Regions from separate parts of the Mus musculus genome. Here region 2 is linked to region 1. The links are chromatin contacts, called in public Hi-C maps. All regions are on one chromosome and are shown on one strand. Each heading gives the region's core, a stretch centred on a gene start, on an enhancer-like site or on the middle of the called end of the contact. The rest is flanking DNA. Distances are from core to core; before and after follow the strand shown.

What was found. A called contact is a pair of places that touch in the nucleus more often than the background predicts.
Region 2: a Hi-C map of bone marrow-derived macrophages shows a contact between it and region 1, with 71 read pairs. The contact joins the promoter of BC051537 here to the enhancer-like site in region 1. A contact is called at or near these places in 15 of 39 promoter capture datasets (the 3T3-L1 cell line, the HPC-7 cell line, the SN4741 cell line and 10 more), 1 of 15 datasets of contacts at CTCF or cohesin (the NIH/3T3 cell line), 17 of 484 Hi-C or Micro-C datasets (the AML12 cell line, the C2C12 cell line, the G1E-ER4 cell line and 9 more), 11 of 115 datasets of contacts at active chromatin or transcription factors (CD8 T cells, the HPC-7 cell line, bone marrow-derived macrophages and 5 more) and 3 of 9 other capture datasets (adipose tissue, liver and pancreatic islet).

The regions. Positions count from the first base shown.
Region 1 is chr17:34,055,556-34,059,381 of GRCm38.p6, reverse strand. Col11a2 (collagen, type XI, alpha 2) reads right to left here. Exons shown (of 65, transcript NM_001317722.1): 30 at 3,277-3,330; 31 at 2,936-2,989; 32 at 2,793-2,837; 33 at 2,411-2,464; 34 at 2,233-2,277; 35 at 2,078-2,131; 36 at 1,929-1,982; 37 at 1,709-1,762; 38 at 1,225-1,332; 39 at 1,015-1,104; 40 at 773-826; 41 at 450-557; 42 at 210-317; 43 at 36-89. Among named protein-coding and RNA genes, the nearest start is that of Col11a2, 18 kb to the right of the region's middle. Within about 2 kb of position 1,976, at least 37 of the 459 cell types and tissues checked have an H3K27ac peak or open chromatin away from gene starts, as enhancers often do. A contact at or near this core is called in the HPC-7 cell line, bone marrow-derived macrophages, hematopoietic stem and progenitor cells and 1 more, where this site is marked.
Region 2 is chr17:34,093,535-34,097,360 of GRCm38.p6, reverse strand. BC051537 (cDNA sequence BC051537) reads left to right here and starts at 2,052. Exons shown (of 5, transcript NR_046183.1): 1 at 2,052-2,092; 2 at 2,248-2,377. H2-Oa (histocompatibility 2, O region alpha locus) reads right to left here. Exons shown (of 5, transcript NM_008206.2): 2 at 3,280-3,528; 3 at 2,772-3,053; 4 at 2,543-2,678; 5 at 2,127-2,358. The coding sequence ends at 2,355.

The DNA of each region.
Region 1 (3,826 bases), core at 727-3,226:
CCAGGAGGCCAAGTGTCAGCGTCGTGGATACTTACATGTTCACCCTTGTTTCCTTTGGTTCCCTTCTGTCCAGGGTCTCCCACTTCACCCTGCAGGAGAAGGTAACGGGATGGATGAGAAAGGAGATATGCAAATTAATAGAGGTCAGAAGGTCAGCAGTCTCTAGTGGGGAGAAGACTGGACACATCTGTAGGTTCCGGTTCCCTCACCTTGTCTCCATCCTCTCCAGCCACGCCTGGGGGTCCTGCAGGACCAGGAAGCCCCACGGGGCCCTGCACCCCATCACGACCAGTGGGACCAATAGGGCCTTTCTCGCCCTGCACGAAACAAGGGAAGAGGTAATGGCTTGGACGTAGCTTCACCTTCAAGTCCCCCCCACCCCCCCAAAAACACCTTGGTAGCCATTACTCCTCAGGTCACAGCTCACAGCCTCCTGCCCCCAGGCTCACCGGTACGCCTTTCTCTCCTGCTGCTCCAGGGGGACCTTGTGGGCCTGGACGTCCCGGGGGACCAATGGGGCCCCCTGATCCTGCTGCACCTCGCTCGCCAGGAGAGCCCTGAGAGAGAGATGGAGTCAGACCCTCCAGGAAGGGGGACTCCAGGACCCCTGACCATAGATCTTGGGACAACAGAAAGTTGAATGCATCCTGACTTACCCCGAATTCCCTCTCATGTGTAGGCCCATGGTTCCTGCCACAACCTGCCCAGAATCCTCCCTCCCCAAACCCTTTCCTGGTTCCTGCCCACTGTCTCCCGGGAACTCCAGACTCACTGCAGGGCCAGGAGGGCCAGCTGGACCTTCATTTCCTTTCAAGCCGGGTCCACCCTATGAACCAGATTTAGGGTAAGTGGTGAGTGAGAAGGCAAGCCTTCACAGGCATGGGGCCCCAAAAGACATCCTGGGAAGTGTGGGCTTTGGGGAGATGTAGGCCCCCAAAGCGGGGTATAATATCAAGGGGACCAGGTGATGAGTGACCATATTCATAGGCTGTTAGCTTTGGGGGTCACACTCACAGCAGTGCCTGGAAGGCCTCGCTCTCCTGGGAAGCCTCTCAGACCAGCAGGACCATCCTTCCCTGGGGCCCCAGGAGGACCAGGGTCACCCTGAAATGAAAGGAGGGGTGTCAAGTCATAACTTGAGCAGAGATTCTGGCCCCTCAGAGCCACACTGGCCCATGCCTTGCAGCCCCCCTCCCCAGCTCCTCTCCACCAGCCCTCACTGACCTTGGTCCCTTCTTTCCCAGATGTTCCAGGCAATCCTTGCTCTCCAGGAGGTCCTGGGGGGCCAGAGTGACCTCTCTCTCCCATGGGACCACTTTCTCCAGCTGTTCCCTGGGAAAATCACAGTCTAAACTCAGCTCCATCTGCCCCGAGACCCCACTCTGCATCCCCCAAAGTGCCAATCGAGAGCCCAGTAGTTTGCCCAAAAGCCAAGGGGAAATTGTTGATGCTCTCCTGGCTGCCACTGGGGCTTCCCATCCCTGGTGTGGAGTGGCCACGCCACCTTGTGTCACAGCCAGGAAATGTCTCAAAGAGAGAGAGAGAGACAGATACAGAGACACAGAGAGACAGAGACACAGAGAGAGACACCTGGGAAAGAGCTGAAATTCGGGGTCTCTGCCCAGGCAAACAGGTGTCAGAGCTGAGTTACTGGGAGAGGAGGCCCGAACTCCAGTCTGGGGTGCATTCTCTCCTAGGGGAAACATACCTGAGGTCCCACCACTCCGGGCGGGCCTGGTGGGCCGGTCTTTCCTTGGAATCCCTGAGGGGAAAGCCAGAGTGACGTCACAGCCAGATAGGACAAGTGTGGGAGACAGTGGGGCAGGCCCCAAGTTCTAGGCTCCCAGAGGAAGCACAGCACCAAGGCGGCTGACTCAGCAAGATCCAAGCCCCCCCCCCCCCCACACACACACCCCTGGATCACTCACCACTTCTCCTCTCTGGCCGGGGTGTCCCGGCAGCCCATCCTTCCCTGCAGGGCCCTGGAAGGGAAGTTTGGGGTCAGAGAGACTCTTGACACAGAAGACGAATGAGGGAGAAGGAAGTGATGTGGGTCACAAGTTAACGGTCACCTTACCGGAGGGCCTTTGGGGCCAGGAAATCCATTGGGGCCTTGAGGTCCAGGAAGACCCTAGAGACAGAGATGGGATGAGTGGAAGACAGGTTCTGGAAAGAGGAACACATGTTTCTTCCCCAGGGAACACGGGAACAGAGCCTTTAAGCCACACTCACCCTCTCTCCGGGTGGCCCGTGGGGACCGTCACCACCTGATGTTCCCTGCGAGGGAGACAAAGTCAGGGAGTGATTCGGGTGTTTATCAGGCATCCCCAAGGAAGAGGCAGAGTGTGGAGGGGAGGGGTGTGGAGGCTCCGCATCAGGAGACAGATTCAACCTTGCAGAGTCCACTCACCTTAGCTCCAGATTTCCCAGTGGCACCTCGAGGTCCCCGCTGACCCCTTGGACCCTAGGTAGACAGAAGGCAGATGTCAGAAACATCCTTGAGTCTGGAGGAGCTCACCATGTCACTGAGGGTGATCTTGAACATCTGATCGTCTTGCTTCTACCTGATTCTACCTTGTCACACTCAACTGATGGAGTACTAGGGATGAACCCAGGGCTGTTCACACTGTGTGGGACTGGGGATGAACCCAGGGCTTGTTCACCCTGTGCAGGACTGGGGATGAACCCAGGGCTTGTTCACCCTGTGCAGGACACTACCAACTGAGCTACCATCCAGCCCACCTCTTAGATTTTGAGCCACTAGGTAACAGGTGTTAGCCCATAGCACTCACCGTGGGGCCCCGTTCTCCCCGAGGTCCTGATTTCCCAGACAGGCCCTGGTGGGAATAAAGTCAAGCAAGCATTATACAAGGCAAGACTCCCACAGTGGCCCCTCTGGTTCCTCCCTGTGCATCCTTCCCCCTCCCCCGCTTACCCGAGCTCCCTTCTCTCCACTGGCTCCAGGAAAACCAGGGAAACCCAGAGATCCCTGGACAGATTGGAGAAAGAAAGAGGGGTAAGGGGGGGAGGAGCCTGGGAAAGGCCAAAGCAGGGGTGGGGGGTGGGGTTGGGGGTGGAAGAGGCCATCAAGACAGCAATGGTGCTGGACCCTGCCAACAAACAGGTTGCCTTAGGAAGAGCCCTACCACCCACAGGCCTCTATTTCTCATCTATTCAATGGGAGTCAGTCAGCTAAAACCTCCCTAGGGAATCCCACCCATATATGGTTCCTGGGGTCAGAGGTCAAGGAAGAGGCAATGAGGAGCAACACAGCACCTTGGGGCCCTGGCGTCCAGGATAGCCAGGCAGACCAGGAACACCTAGCTTGCCCTGTGGAAGGACAGAATGCAATCAGGAAAGACAGGGGCCACAGACATCTAGCAGCAATACTCCCCGCAGAAGCCCCGCCGACTTCCTGGCTCCTTCGGTGTCCCACAAGTCCCCCAAGCCCAATTCTGCACCTCAGTTCCTCTGTCTCCTCAGCCACTCCTGCTCCATCTCCAGGCCCACCTCCCCCAGCACCCACCACTGTACTACCCAGCCAGACCTCTCTCCCTGAGGGGGAGCACCAGCCCAGCTCCTCCCCGAGATCCTTCCCTCCTAGTGCTCCAGGCACTGTCTTGCCCGGGAGGATGCAGCGCTGTCGTAGGAAACAGGGTTCTGTAGCTCATAGCCTGGCTCTGCCCTTCACTGGGGTTCAAAATCATCCTAATCCTGCCCCCGCCCCCCCCCCACAGCTGCAAAAAGCCTCATCTAGGAAGCTGACTGTCATGGGGCTACCCGTAGAACTGACAGGACAGGGCCACGCCCTCCCTTCCTCCTCGAG
Region 2 (3,826 bases), core at 803-3,302, 38 kb before region 1:
GTGTGTGATCCTCACCATGGAAAAAGCAAAGCAGAACCCCAGCTCCTCTTCAGAAACCCAGCTCCTCCTCTGCCACAGTGGCAGGAGAAAAAGGAAAACTTAAAGACCAACATTGAGATATGCCTCTGATCCCAGTGGAGACTGACGGGTCCCTGGGAGTTCGAGGCCAGCCTAGCCTAAATAGCAAGTTCCAGAACAACCAGGCTTCATACTAGGGCCCAGTTTGAAAACAAAAACAAATCTATCAAGATGTAGCAATCCATCCCGTGTGGTGTGGATGAGAGGTTATTGTTAACTGCTGTAGTCCTCTTTCCACTAACAAAATGTTTTTTTTTTTTTTTAACCTTTAAAAGATTTATTTAGTACGTGGTTCTGGAGAGTCAAGAGCACGATGCCAGGCTCTGGGGAGGACCTGAAGTATGGGGATACCCCCATGGAAGGAGGATGTGGCAGGAGGAGAGGGCATTGCCAGACAGGAAGCCACAGGGCAGTTGGGGATCAGGCTGTCTCTTACAACTAGCTAACCAGAGCTGCCTTAATCCCTCCCCAGGGCAATGTCCCCAGTGACCTCAGAACCTCCCCTTGACCTCATATCTTAAAGGTCCCTGAACCCCAACATCACCAGCACTGATGATCAAGCTGCCAACACCATAAATGTGGGAGGGAGCAATCCACGATGAATCACACTTCAGGGTCTGTTAGGACAGTTGAAAGCAATTGTCCTTGAGGGTGAGGCCAAGGTAAGGGAAGGGCTTGGTCATGGGTCCTGTAGAGCTCTTTTGACTCTTAGGCTATTCATGGAGGGATCTGAGGAGGCCAGCATGGAAATCTCAGGGAAACTGATTGGATACTGGAGGGTTGGCTGGAGGGTAGAGGGGGAGGTTTGCTGTCATTACGCGAGAGAGGTGACCTGATTGTTATCTGTAGGAAAGCACAGATTGTTATCTGTAGGAAAGTAGGATGGGGAGGGTTGGAACCCTAAGGAGAAGCAGTCTCTGATGGCTGGGTAGCTAAGTGTGAATGCATGACAAGTTGGGCAAGGGTAGTGGCAAACTGTGATATCTACCAAGAGCTGGGCTGTCCTTACTGAACCTAACCCCTCGCCTCAGGTAGCAGCTCAGTGGTTGTGCGATCTTATCCCCTGCTCTGAATACATCGGACCGGCATGGATGCCCACCCAGCTTTAGCTAGCTGTTCTGTTCGGTTTTTCCAAGGATTTGAAAGTGTGACTGGGAGACAGTCCCCGGGGGCGTGGTGTGCATCAACAGATGCAATAGGAGCTCAAGAGCTGGGAGAGATCAGCCAGGGAAGTCAGTGCGCGGAGGACTGCAGCTAATATGCAGGCCCTGCGGCCCAGCAAGAAGATGAGCTGGGTTCTTCTGCCTTGCTCCGAATGTGTTCCCAGGAGACAAGACCAACCCCCACCCCCCCCCCAGGTTGTATGTACCACCCCGAGCCTTTATGGTAGTAGTGTGTCCTTGGTGTACCAGGAAGACGTTGCCGTTGCTGGCAAACAAAGCCTTTGACACCTTTTCCCAGACCCAACATTTTGTGGTTGGCTTCTACCAGTTTTACTCTCTCCCAGGAAGTCCGAGAAGTCTTTGCCAGCCAGTTCTTTCCCAGGACCAAACTTACAGGTCACACCACCGTTTTGGCTCTACTTATCTTAATTAACTTTGATGCATTGAAAAACAACAAACCCAGTTTCTTCAGAAAGCAGTTTTGGTCCAACTCAGACCTCAGGGTTCTCCTGCCAGTGCCTAATGTGATCCACACCACTGAAGGAAGTGGCCATGCTGCGTCTTAGGCAGCTGTCTGTCAGTCACAGGATGCCAGGAAATGTCCAAAAGAGAGGTGGTGTTCAAGTAGGAGCAGAGTCCCTGTGAGACTTCCTCCCTGCTGCCCTACAAAAGCCCTTGATTGGGGGAGTTGCAATAATTGGATACTCTGTGCCCATTTCCTTGAAGCCTGAATCGTACCACACTATGGGTCAACAAGGCACAGGTGAGATGGCATAAAAACATTTACTAATGTGGCCCCGCTGGGTGGTCACCACCCAGAACTCCTCTTGATGCTCAGGCGTCCCTGACCTGTAAGTACTGACCCCGTGAAAAGGACACACGCAAGGACTCTTAAGAGAATTTAGTGCGGCTGCCAGAGCTGTGGATGGCACTGGAGCTGTGAGTGAAATGGGGTACCAGGGCAGGAGACTGCGCCCACAATGTTCTCCTGGGATTTGGTGAACAGAGGTTGATGCCACTCGAGGTCAACACTGTCACAGGCTGCCGCTGAGCACGCAGAAGCTTCCAGAAGTCCGCCAGGAATCATCTCTCAAGGGTTTCTCAGAAGAGAAGTTACCTAAAGTCGCGAAACCCAGGTGACCGAAGCCATTCACATTCGCACACCCACTTCTCCAAATTCCCGCTTTTCTAGCTCCTCCCCCTTCCTCTGTCTCCTCCACCCCCAACCCCCACCCCCGGCGTCCCCCATCTACTCTCCACGCCTTCCTCCCTTTGCCCACAGACTCCCGGGGCTTCTGCACCTGCGGATACTGGGCCTGCGTGTGCCTGTGATCATGAGCACGGTGCCCAGGAGGCAGCCCATAAGGCCGAGAACCAGGCCCAGGCCACAGATCAGGGTCTCTATGGTGTCCGGTGGTGGGGTAAGCACTTGGGGCTCTAAGGAAAGAAAGCAAGGGTCAGAGGACACAGGAAGGGATCTGGAGTAGTGGAGACACAGACGTGAACAGGCTGGGGCAGGGTGCTCCCTACCCCAGTGCTGGAGGAGCGGTGTATCCAGGCCCCAGTGTTCCACCTTGCAGTCGTACACATCCTCCGCAGAGGGCACGAAGGTCAGGTAGTGGAACTTCCGGAACCTGTGGTTAGGCTGAGAGTAGAAGCTGGTCTGGGCCACTCCCTTAGTGATGGGCTGGCTGTTGCGCAGCCAGGTGACATTGATCACAGGCGGGAAGATATCATCCACGATGCAGATGAGGACGTTGGGCTTTCCGAGCTCCACACGAGTCTTGGGGAGAACGGTCACTCTGGGAGGCACTAGGAGGAATGAGAACCTAAATCCCAAAGTCCCGTCCCTCACAGCTCTTGGTCTTACTAGAGCCGAGATTAAGGGATACTTCCTCCCGTGTGGCCACCTGCAGAAACGTTCTGGGATCTTCCTGGGGCAGGAGGGGAGGGGAGGGCAGGATTCTGAAGAGGGGTTGGGGATTCTGTCCATCACCTTCCCTGCCTAGTTAGGTGGGGTGGAGGGAGGGCCAGGTACCGCTGACAGCTCTGGTTCGGTTGGAGCGTTCCACCAAGATGTCCAGATGAGCTTTGATCATGGAAATGCTCATCAGCCCACTCTGAAAGTCCGAGTGGGCGAAGTCTCCAAACTCAGGCAGACGCCACACGACCTCCTCGTTCTTCAGATCCACGGAGAAAATTTGTTCCCCGTCAAATTCGTGTGTGAACTGTCCAGAAGCGTCGTAAGATTGGTAGAAGGCCGGTCCATAGGAGCCCATGTGGTCGGCTGTATTGGGTGAGGGAAGGATGGGAGCTGAGAGAAGCATGTCTCAGCTTCTGAGTCTCAGCCTGGTCTCATCCTGGGCTGTGGGGTGAGGACAGCCCTGCAAAGCCATAGCAGCCCCTTGAAAAGTTCCAGAGACACGAAAGGGGGAGGGCAGAGGGGGCGTGGCCACTGCATGCATGGGTGGAGCTGACAAAGCAGGCTGGGAAAAGGAGAGACAGCCCACAGGAGATGGTGTCAGGTTTCCAGGCCTCCATCATCTGCTGTAGCTGTAGAGGCAGCCACCCTGTCAGACCTTGTG